2 separate regions of the Cyprinus carpio genome follow, and region 1 is linked to region 2. The links are chromatin contacts, called in public Hi-C maps. All regions are on one chromosome and are shown on one strand. Each heading gives the region's core, a stretch centred on a gene start, on an enhancer-like site or on the middle of the called end of the contact. The rest is flanking DNA. Distances are from core to core; before and after follow the strand shown.

Region 1 (3,875 bases), core at 519-3,018, 160 kb before region 2:
TATTCATCATAAATTCTAAACTTTTATTATGATATTATTATGTATCATATCTCATATAAATGTGTGTATGTAGATATAAAAAAATATATAGTATTAATTTATTTGTGCGTTAACACAAACGGTTAAGTACGAAAAAGTGAAAAACGTGGATATACTGTATATCGTCTAGTGAACACTCTCTTGTGCATGATACACATTTGCAGCACTGTCTGTTCCTGAGGTCTGGAATATGTGTTTACATTAGTGAGAATCCACCCTAATGGGCCATCCATACCTTAAATGTGTTCTCAGTTGAAGATTGTTGCTCTCCGTGGTACCATGCATCAAGCTAACCCAGTAAAATACTGTCAATCATTGAGCCGAGCTCTTATCAGCTCTAATGCCATTCAGAGAAGCAATGTGCACTGAATGTCCACGGCTGTCTGAATATCAGCACACTGTAGTCCGAGTCACACGGGCTGAAGCTTTCCAAACACTTCACAAAAGGGAGCAGGCCATATATCTTTGATTCATTTCGGCTTTCAGCTGGCTCGAGAAAGTTGTACCCCAGAAATTAAGCCAAAGGTAATCTCAGATCTCAAAGAAGACTCAGTTCTTTGTGGAATAGGAGCATTTATTAGCTTTTAGGAGGCTTTTCAGTAACATTTGGTTTATACAAAGGGAATGTAGTCTTTGTCGGCAGAATATTTTACCGTTCATTGATGTTGCTAATACCAGTTAAGTTGGAGGAAAAAGATCTATCACTTGCCCATACCTGCCTGGAGTCGGAGGATACCTGAAATTCAGCTTTCTTTTTCATTGTCAACATTATAAATCACAAGACTGTTTGAGTTCTGCATTATTGAACTTGTGAAAGAACAAGCACCATACACGGTGACTTACAGAGATGTTTATATATAAACATTAAAGAGAGATGTGTTTTAAAACGATGGTCGGCGTCTTTGATTACTTTGTCTTCTTTAAACTTTACACAAAAAGAGTAAAAAAAGAATTACAAGCTGAGTAGGTTATAACACAAGTAAATTACTATAGTAACACATACTTTTTGGGGAAACAATTTTAATTTTAATTTCCACTTTTAATATCATGTTGTTGTTATTGTTATTTATTAATTAATTTATTTTAATAATTTTATTATTATTTTAATTTATTAAAAACATTGTGAAACCATATCATTTGAATGAGTCTGTATGTATGAGGCCAAAACACAAAAAATATTTACATAATGAAATTAAGTATCTTTTACATGAATTAACTGACTTAAAAAAAAAATTAAAAAAAAAAAATTCTACAGATAGGGAAATATTTTTGACTTTTGTTGTCTCATATTAACTGACATCAGTGGTGAAAGTTAAAGAGTAAAATCTGAATACATATAAAATTAAAAACGTAAATGAGTAAAAAGCAGCCTTCCATAATTCATAATGCAATGTGTAGATTTGTAGCAATATTAATTATGACTTATGAGACATAATTTGAGGACACATGGGCTTCACTAATCAGCAGGCCATAAAACCCAAACCTTAAATGAGAGAGGATCAGCAAAGATTTCCTGTGTCAAGAAACAAACTACACATTGCTACTCATAAATGATCTCCCTCACCAACAGGATTATATCGTCGTATTGAATAAACAGACCTCACCGATTATAAAGTAGGCTAAAGCTGAATCAGACCGACTTGTGCTGATTTTAAGTTGTTGATGTCCGTTTCAAGGCGAGCTGTATGGATGACGGACCACACTTACCAAACGAAAAAAGCACTTTGCTCCTGCGGTGGAACGCGTACAGGGCGACCGATTCATTCACTCTTCTTTTTACACCCGCTTTCAGAAGGCTGGAGGGCGCGCGCATCAGACTCGAGGCGCGCAGAAAGTTTTTCAGCAGTCGCTCGACGGCAGCGGGTGTTATTCACTTTCTCGGTAAGGAGGAAAAAAGTCCTTGACATCAAGTCCCCATTCGCGGTCTCTCAGCGCCCCTCTCGAGCCCCCCTCCTCACGGAAATCACGACTTCACATCAGCTGTCCTGCCTTCGGTTGGTTCCCCGTTTCTGTTTTTGTTGGACACTCTCAGATCAGCAGGTTTAGGACATTTACTGATTTTGTACAATTACTTTTCTGTTCATTTCTTTTTTCTCTTTTTATGTTAAAAGAGAAGTAGTCATCGACAAACACTGCATTGATAAATATAGTTGTATTAATTTTGCACAGTATTTGTTAGCTACTGTTCTTGATTTCCACTGATGCCGTTTTAGTAGCCTATTTTTCATAACGTAGTTGACAAGTGCAAGCTTTTTAGAAAAACAGTCTTTATATTGACAGTGAACACCTTTTTGAAAACATGACTATTTGTTTTAAAACAAAAAGAAAAGAAATGAATAAAAGAAAAGAAAAGTAAAGTAAAGTAAAGAAAAACTCTTTAAAACGTTTAGTGTTGTAAACCTTTAAAAATTATTTTTTCTTATGCCACTTGTTTAGTTCGATCTGGACAAAACGTGCAGTTTCACAAAAAGGTCAAAATATTTGCTTAAAGTCACGAGGGTCTGAAGGTGTCGTCCCTGTTTTTTTTTTTTTTTTCGTCACATGACAACAAAATGGCTCCCTTTACTCTAGTGACTTTGATTTGATGGGGAACCGTTTTCTAATATATATATATATATATATATATATATATATATATATATATATATATATATATATATATATATATATATATATATATATATATATAAGATCCACTGGTAATTTTTTGAAAAATAATAATTATACTAATAGATTGTCAAACTATTTATGCTGACTTTTCTCTAGGAATGTTATGTTTTTTTATGTTTTCTTTTTATACAGTCTGTTTAGAATTACAGCACATATATATTTTTTACTTTAAGCCCAACTAAAAATCTATTTTTAATGAAAAATTAAACATAATTTTGTTATCATAAATGTGTATTTTTTAACTGTGAATTATGCCTACTGCTTACTCGATTGATCCGATATACAAGAATTTACTTGTTTTGAGAAAATAAAACAGATAATGAATAATAAAAAGCATTTTGCTGCTTTTAGCAGATATTTGATCAGAAGAGACAGACCTTGAATCAATTCTCATTTAGAAAGATATGTAAATACAATTCAGGATCATTTCGGAAAATTGTTTTTTATCATCCTGCGTGACTTTGAAACGACGTCAAACAAGCAATAATGGTATTTATATTTGCGAGTGAATTTAAATGAACATTCACGTCAGTTGGGAGAAGGACAAGTGTAAATCCTAGCCTCATTTCAACAAAAAATCCCGTGCTGTAAGTGCTTTGTCTGACAATAATTGAACGTTATGCACTCTCTATCGCCGTTTGGGCAATAATTAGCCAGTCTTTTAGTTTTATGAGACACACGTTTAAAGATAATTCCCACTATAAAGTAGACTGATCGGTTTTTATATCGTTTTGCGCTTCTGTTATGCTTGATTTTTCACTTTTTAAATAGTAAGGGTAAATACTTAAAATGATATCTCTCCTGTATGATAACACTAAGTGAGACGTAGCAGTGATGGATAAGCAATTAGGCCTAACTAAAGGCTTCAGAAATAAAGTTTTGGCTTCACTTTAGGCCTAGATCTATCTCCGCAGTGTCAATGTGTCTTAATGAACGCGTAAAATTATAACGTGATTTTGCACTTTGCAGATTGGTGTCACTCATACAGACTCACCAAATTGTTTTTTTTCCCTCATCAACGTAAACGTTTTTACATTTATCTGGCTTTTATCTTTACTTTTATCTATCTGGTTTTATGCTGTTTAACGATTTTATTTGTGTGGCCTATTTATTTATTATAGGCTATAGGCAATCTAAACGTATTACACACAAATTTAAAATAGGCT
Region 2 (3,962 bases), core at 937-3,436:
ATATGAACACTTATTTTCGTTTCATAATAGCAGTACCACAGTAGAATTTTAAAATGCCTAAAACATCCATAACATGCCGAAAGGTGCCGCGATGTACAGTACTCTGTAAGTAATGTTTTGAGACTTATTTTCCATCTCGTTTTCCTCGTGATTTTCTTTTGCAAACCACGTAGTAGGACTTGGGGTACAACTATGGCTGGAAAGCGCTACCTGCGGTAGCCAGACTCATGCTCTTCAGTTTATTGTCCTTTTTCCATTTCATCCGACGGTTTTGGAACCATATCTTAATTTGACGCTCTGAGAGGCATAGAGCGTGGGCTATCTCTATCCTCCTCCTTCGGGTGAGGTATCTATTGAAATGGAACTCTTTTTCCAGCTCTAGCGTCTGATAGCGGGTATATGCAGTTCGGGCCCTTTTGCCGTCTGGTCCAGTCATATCTGAATAATGTGTACAAAACGCAAAGGGGAATAAAGATTAGCGAGAATTGACCTGCACATCATTCCAACAACAGTGTCCAACAACTTTTTGCTATAGATACACATGAGTGACACGATTTACAACTGAATGCGTACAGGGAAATCGCCAAATGGTGCACTGCACAGCGCCTCACTGTAGGCTCATGTCGTTTGTTTTTGTTTCGTTTTGCTTCTTAAAACTTAGTATTTTATAGATGTAATACAGCACCAAACATTCGTAATTATTATACATATTCATTTTTTCCGCTGCTTGTTTAGCCTATCCATCCCACTTTTATCCCCTGGTTTTTTTTTTAGAACCAGTTCTCCAACACGAAACTAATCACATTCCCACACACCATAAAGCTGAACTTTTCACAGAAACAACAAGTTGTGAACCTTCCTGCCCTCTCTTCCACCCCGCTCCCATTCTCTCTTCTACAGTTTGCGAGGCTCCACACTTGATAGATTTATGGCACTTTCACAGAAATCTAAAATAAAGGCTAGTACTGGCGCCACACTTGAATTAAAATCAGAACTGCACACAATACGCATTCGCAAGCGAACAAAGAGACGTAAACATAATACGTGTGTACCATGGCTAATATGTAGTTTCCTCATCCAGGGGAATATTTGGGGAGCTTGGCCATCGGACGTCGCAGAGGTAGTGGAGGTTGCCGTGGTCTCTTGCTTCTGTTGTGTCCGGGGTGCAGAGTTGTTCGCTCTGTGCGACGCCTCCTCGGTCTCAGAAGAAGCGCTGGCCTCGTCGATTTCTGTGAAATGTGTGTTGTTGGTTAGATTATTACCCGCAGTTGTGGTGCTTTGGTCGGAAGGGGGCGAAGAGCCTTTGGGTCCAAGGCTTTCGCTGTTGGAACAAGGCAGCGGCTCCGGAGACGCGAGCGAACAGCTTGACGGCTGCCGGAATCGCGTCTCCGGGGCTGGCGACTGGAAGACCCGGGAGTTGTCCCCAACCGCACCAAAGTGGCCAGTGCTGGTTGAACGATTGACGCTTAGGTCCATTCCATTGTAGTTGTAGCCGTAAGAGCCTGAATGCATGGTGCCGGAGTCCCTGTACGAGGCGTTCATAGCGCTGCTGCTAGTTCCATAATTTAGTAACTGATAGTCAGGGCCATTTGGGTAGCGCCCTGAGAACGAGTTTACAAAGTAAGAGCTCATTTAGGTTGTTTTAGAGGGCTTGATTTGTAGATCTTGGTCGTTATAACGCTGTGCTTCACGATTTATGATGTATTAATGAATTATAGCAATGCACTGTACTTCGTTTTTGCTATGTATGCGGCCAAATATGGGGGTGGGGGTGCGTTTGAGAATCACGTGCTTTTGTTGACCAGTCGTAAATTCTCACTGATGACTTCAAGAGGTAATTCATGCTCTATGGTTACAAATGATGACGAGACTGGGAGTCGTTAGACTCGAGTCAACGTGTTCCTCCCTTTGCAGGGATTTGCTGCATGTAAGCGGACAGCGTCACCTACTGGGAATGAAATTTATTGCACACTGGAAAGATATTTTCAGCGCTTAACGCTACTTATTTCTCTTTTAAATGGGAATAAAAATGATTTTCTTTTTAGTTTGTCGTGATATTAATATTGTTTAGTGTATTTATTGATCCTTAACGTACATGAACATTGCCCAGAATCTATAGGGAGTAGCATACTTGATATGCTAATATTAATATACAGTTAACTGCCACATTATTCCGGGTAAAACAAAAAAAGAAATAAAACGATTCTATTTTAAACATGTTAAGAATATATTTAGATTTAGTTATTGAAATTAAAACGGTTGTAATAGTGTGAAACCCTGCGGCTGTCTGGTAATTTAAAATCGTACCATATGTCAAGTTACAATAATGATAATAAAAATGTAGCACTGATGATGACATTGAGTACATGACATATATATATATATAAATACAATATTAATTCCAGTTTAAAGAGGGGAAATTAAAACAAATTATATTTCCGAAATATTCCATCATTAGTCTTACCCCAGATGTATTTTTTCAAACTCAAGAAGCGATGTGACTTTTTACTAGACGTGTTCCAAAGATGTGTTCCTCACACAGCAAATTCTATGGAGTGAATAAAAGGAATGTGAGATCGTGATTTATGTTCCAAGATGATATATGGTTTGTTGACAAACGCCAATTGCTGCTTCATGTATGTGCACGATGTAAATCTGTACTAAACTTCCATGCACTTTTGATTACGTTAAAGCCGGAAAAGGACCATTGAAATACCTCAGATAACATTTACACTGACATTTTAGCAATATTATTTTGCTCGGAAAAATGCAGAATTTAACAATAAGTAACATATTTACATTATTCTAGCCTGCCAAGAAGCATGAAGTCCATCCAATGTGTTCTGTGAACACATGCACAGATGTAAACTCTGCTTTTCATATGTAAATATAATTTAATGTGACGTTGTTTGTCTGCAGAAAACATCTGCATTATTGTTTTTTTTTTTTTTTTAAACTAAATCATGTGTCTGATTTTGGGGTTAATTTTTTTCGAAGACGCAATTATGAATCTCCACCTGAAAAATGTGGTTTATTGTCGCTTAGCCCTCCAGGCTGTGTAGTCTCTCAGGGTGAGTGACCAGCCCCGACAGGTCAGCTTTCTCTTTTGGTTATCTATTAAAACCTGCTGAACCTTCTCACCTCTCACTTTGTAGGAAGTATTTTGGAACCAAGTGGGCAACGTTTGGCCTCTTAGTACAAAAAGCGAAACCAAATCCCTAACTCAAACTTTTTTTGGGCTTTGTACCTTGTCTAATGAAATCAGCAGAACGCGTGACCACCATCTGTACTAAAACATCATATGCACATTCATTAATGAATCATAAATGTACATATTATCCGGCAGATACTGAAATTTCATACTAGTTACGCAGAAGGGTGCACGTTTATTGCGATGCCGTACAGACAAAAGTTACAGTAAAGGCTGAATTCTCATTACATCACCTACGATGAAAATGTTTAAACTAGTTTTCTTAACAATAATAATAATAATAATAATAATAATAATAATACAGGGAAAGCATAGCATACAGCTGTTTTACCACAACATGATTCTTCTTTTCATATTATCGGCCGTCATCATATGCACAGTATGACAAACGGAATGATTTGTTTGTTTTATTTAATAACAAATATATATATATATAGAGAGAGAGAGATATAGAGATAGAGAGATAGTGGGAGTTTTTTTGTTGTTTTTTTATTTTGTAGCTAGAATGTTTTTCTAGAATCTCTAACTGCTTTTCACCCAGACTCACTTTGAAAGTTTAACGTACAAAAAACATGAAAGATAGAAAAACGTTTTCCGTACAATGGGAATTTATTTTATTTTTACACAGCTTAAATATAAACACGAATATGACACAAATTTCAAATAGCTTCGTTCAACATGGACATTTCAGTCATAAGAGCAAATCTAAAGTCAGAGTAAGAGCACACTAAACCACTTGTTTTAAACGTCA

Evidence for each region. Hi-C and Micro-C count contacts between places; a contact is called where the count stands out from the background.
Region 1: a contact with region 2 is called in a Hi-C map of skeletal muscle, with 5 times the contacts expected there. The contact joins the enhancer-like site here to the promoter of LOC109089351 in region 2. A contact is called at or near these places in 2 of 8 Hi-C or Micro-C datasets (liver and skeletal muscle).

What each region holds. Positions count from the first base shown.
Region 1 is chrA3:29,321,349-29,325,223 of ASM1834038v1, reverse strand. All of the region lies in intron 3 of LOC122138032 (a long non-coding RNA gene), which reads left to right. Among protein-coding and RNA genes, the nearest start is that of LOC122138032, 63 kb to the left of the region's middle. Within about 2 kb of position 1,768, at least 1 of the 8 cell types and tissues checked has an H3K27ac peak or open chromatin away from gene starts, as enhancers often do. A contact at or near this core is called in skeletal muscle, where this site is marked.
Region 2 is chrA3:29,159,102-29,163,063 of ASM1834038v1, reverse strand. LOC109089351 (homeobox protein Hox-B5a) reads right to left here and starts at 2,186. Exons shown (of 2, transcript XM_019111710.2): 1 at 1,053-2,186; 2 at 1-438. The coding sequence starts at 1,632. The coding sequence ends at 191. All of the region lies in intron 1 of LOC109089343 (homeobox protein Hox-B3a-like), which reads right to left. All of the region lies in intron 3 of LOC122138032 (a long non-coding RNA gene), which reads left to right. It overlaps LOC109089353 (homeobox protein Hox-B6a), which reads right to left. Exons shown (of 2, transcript XM_042728519.1): 2 at 3,798-3,962.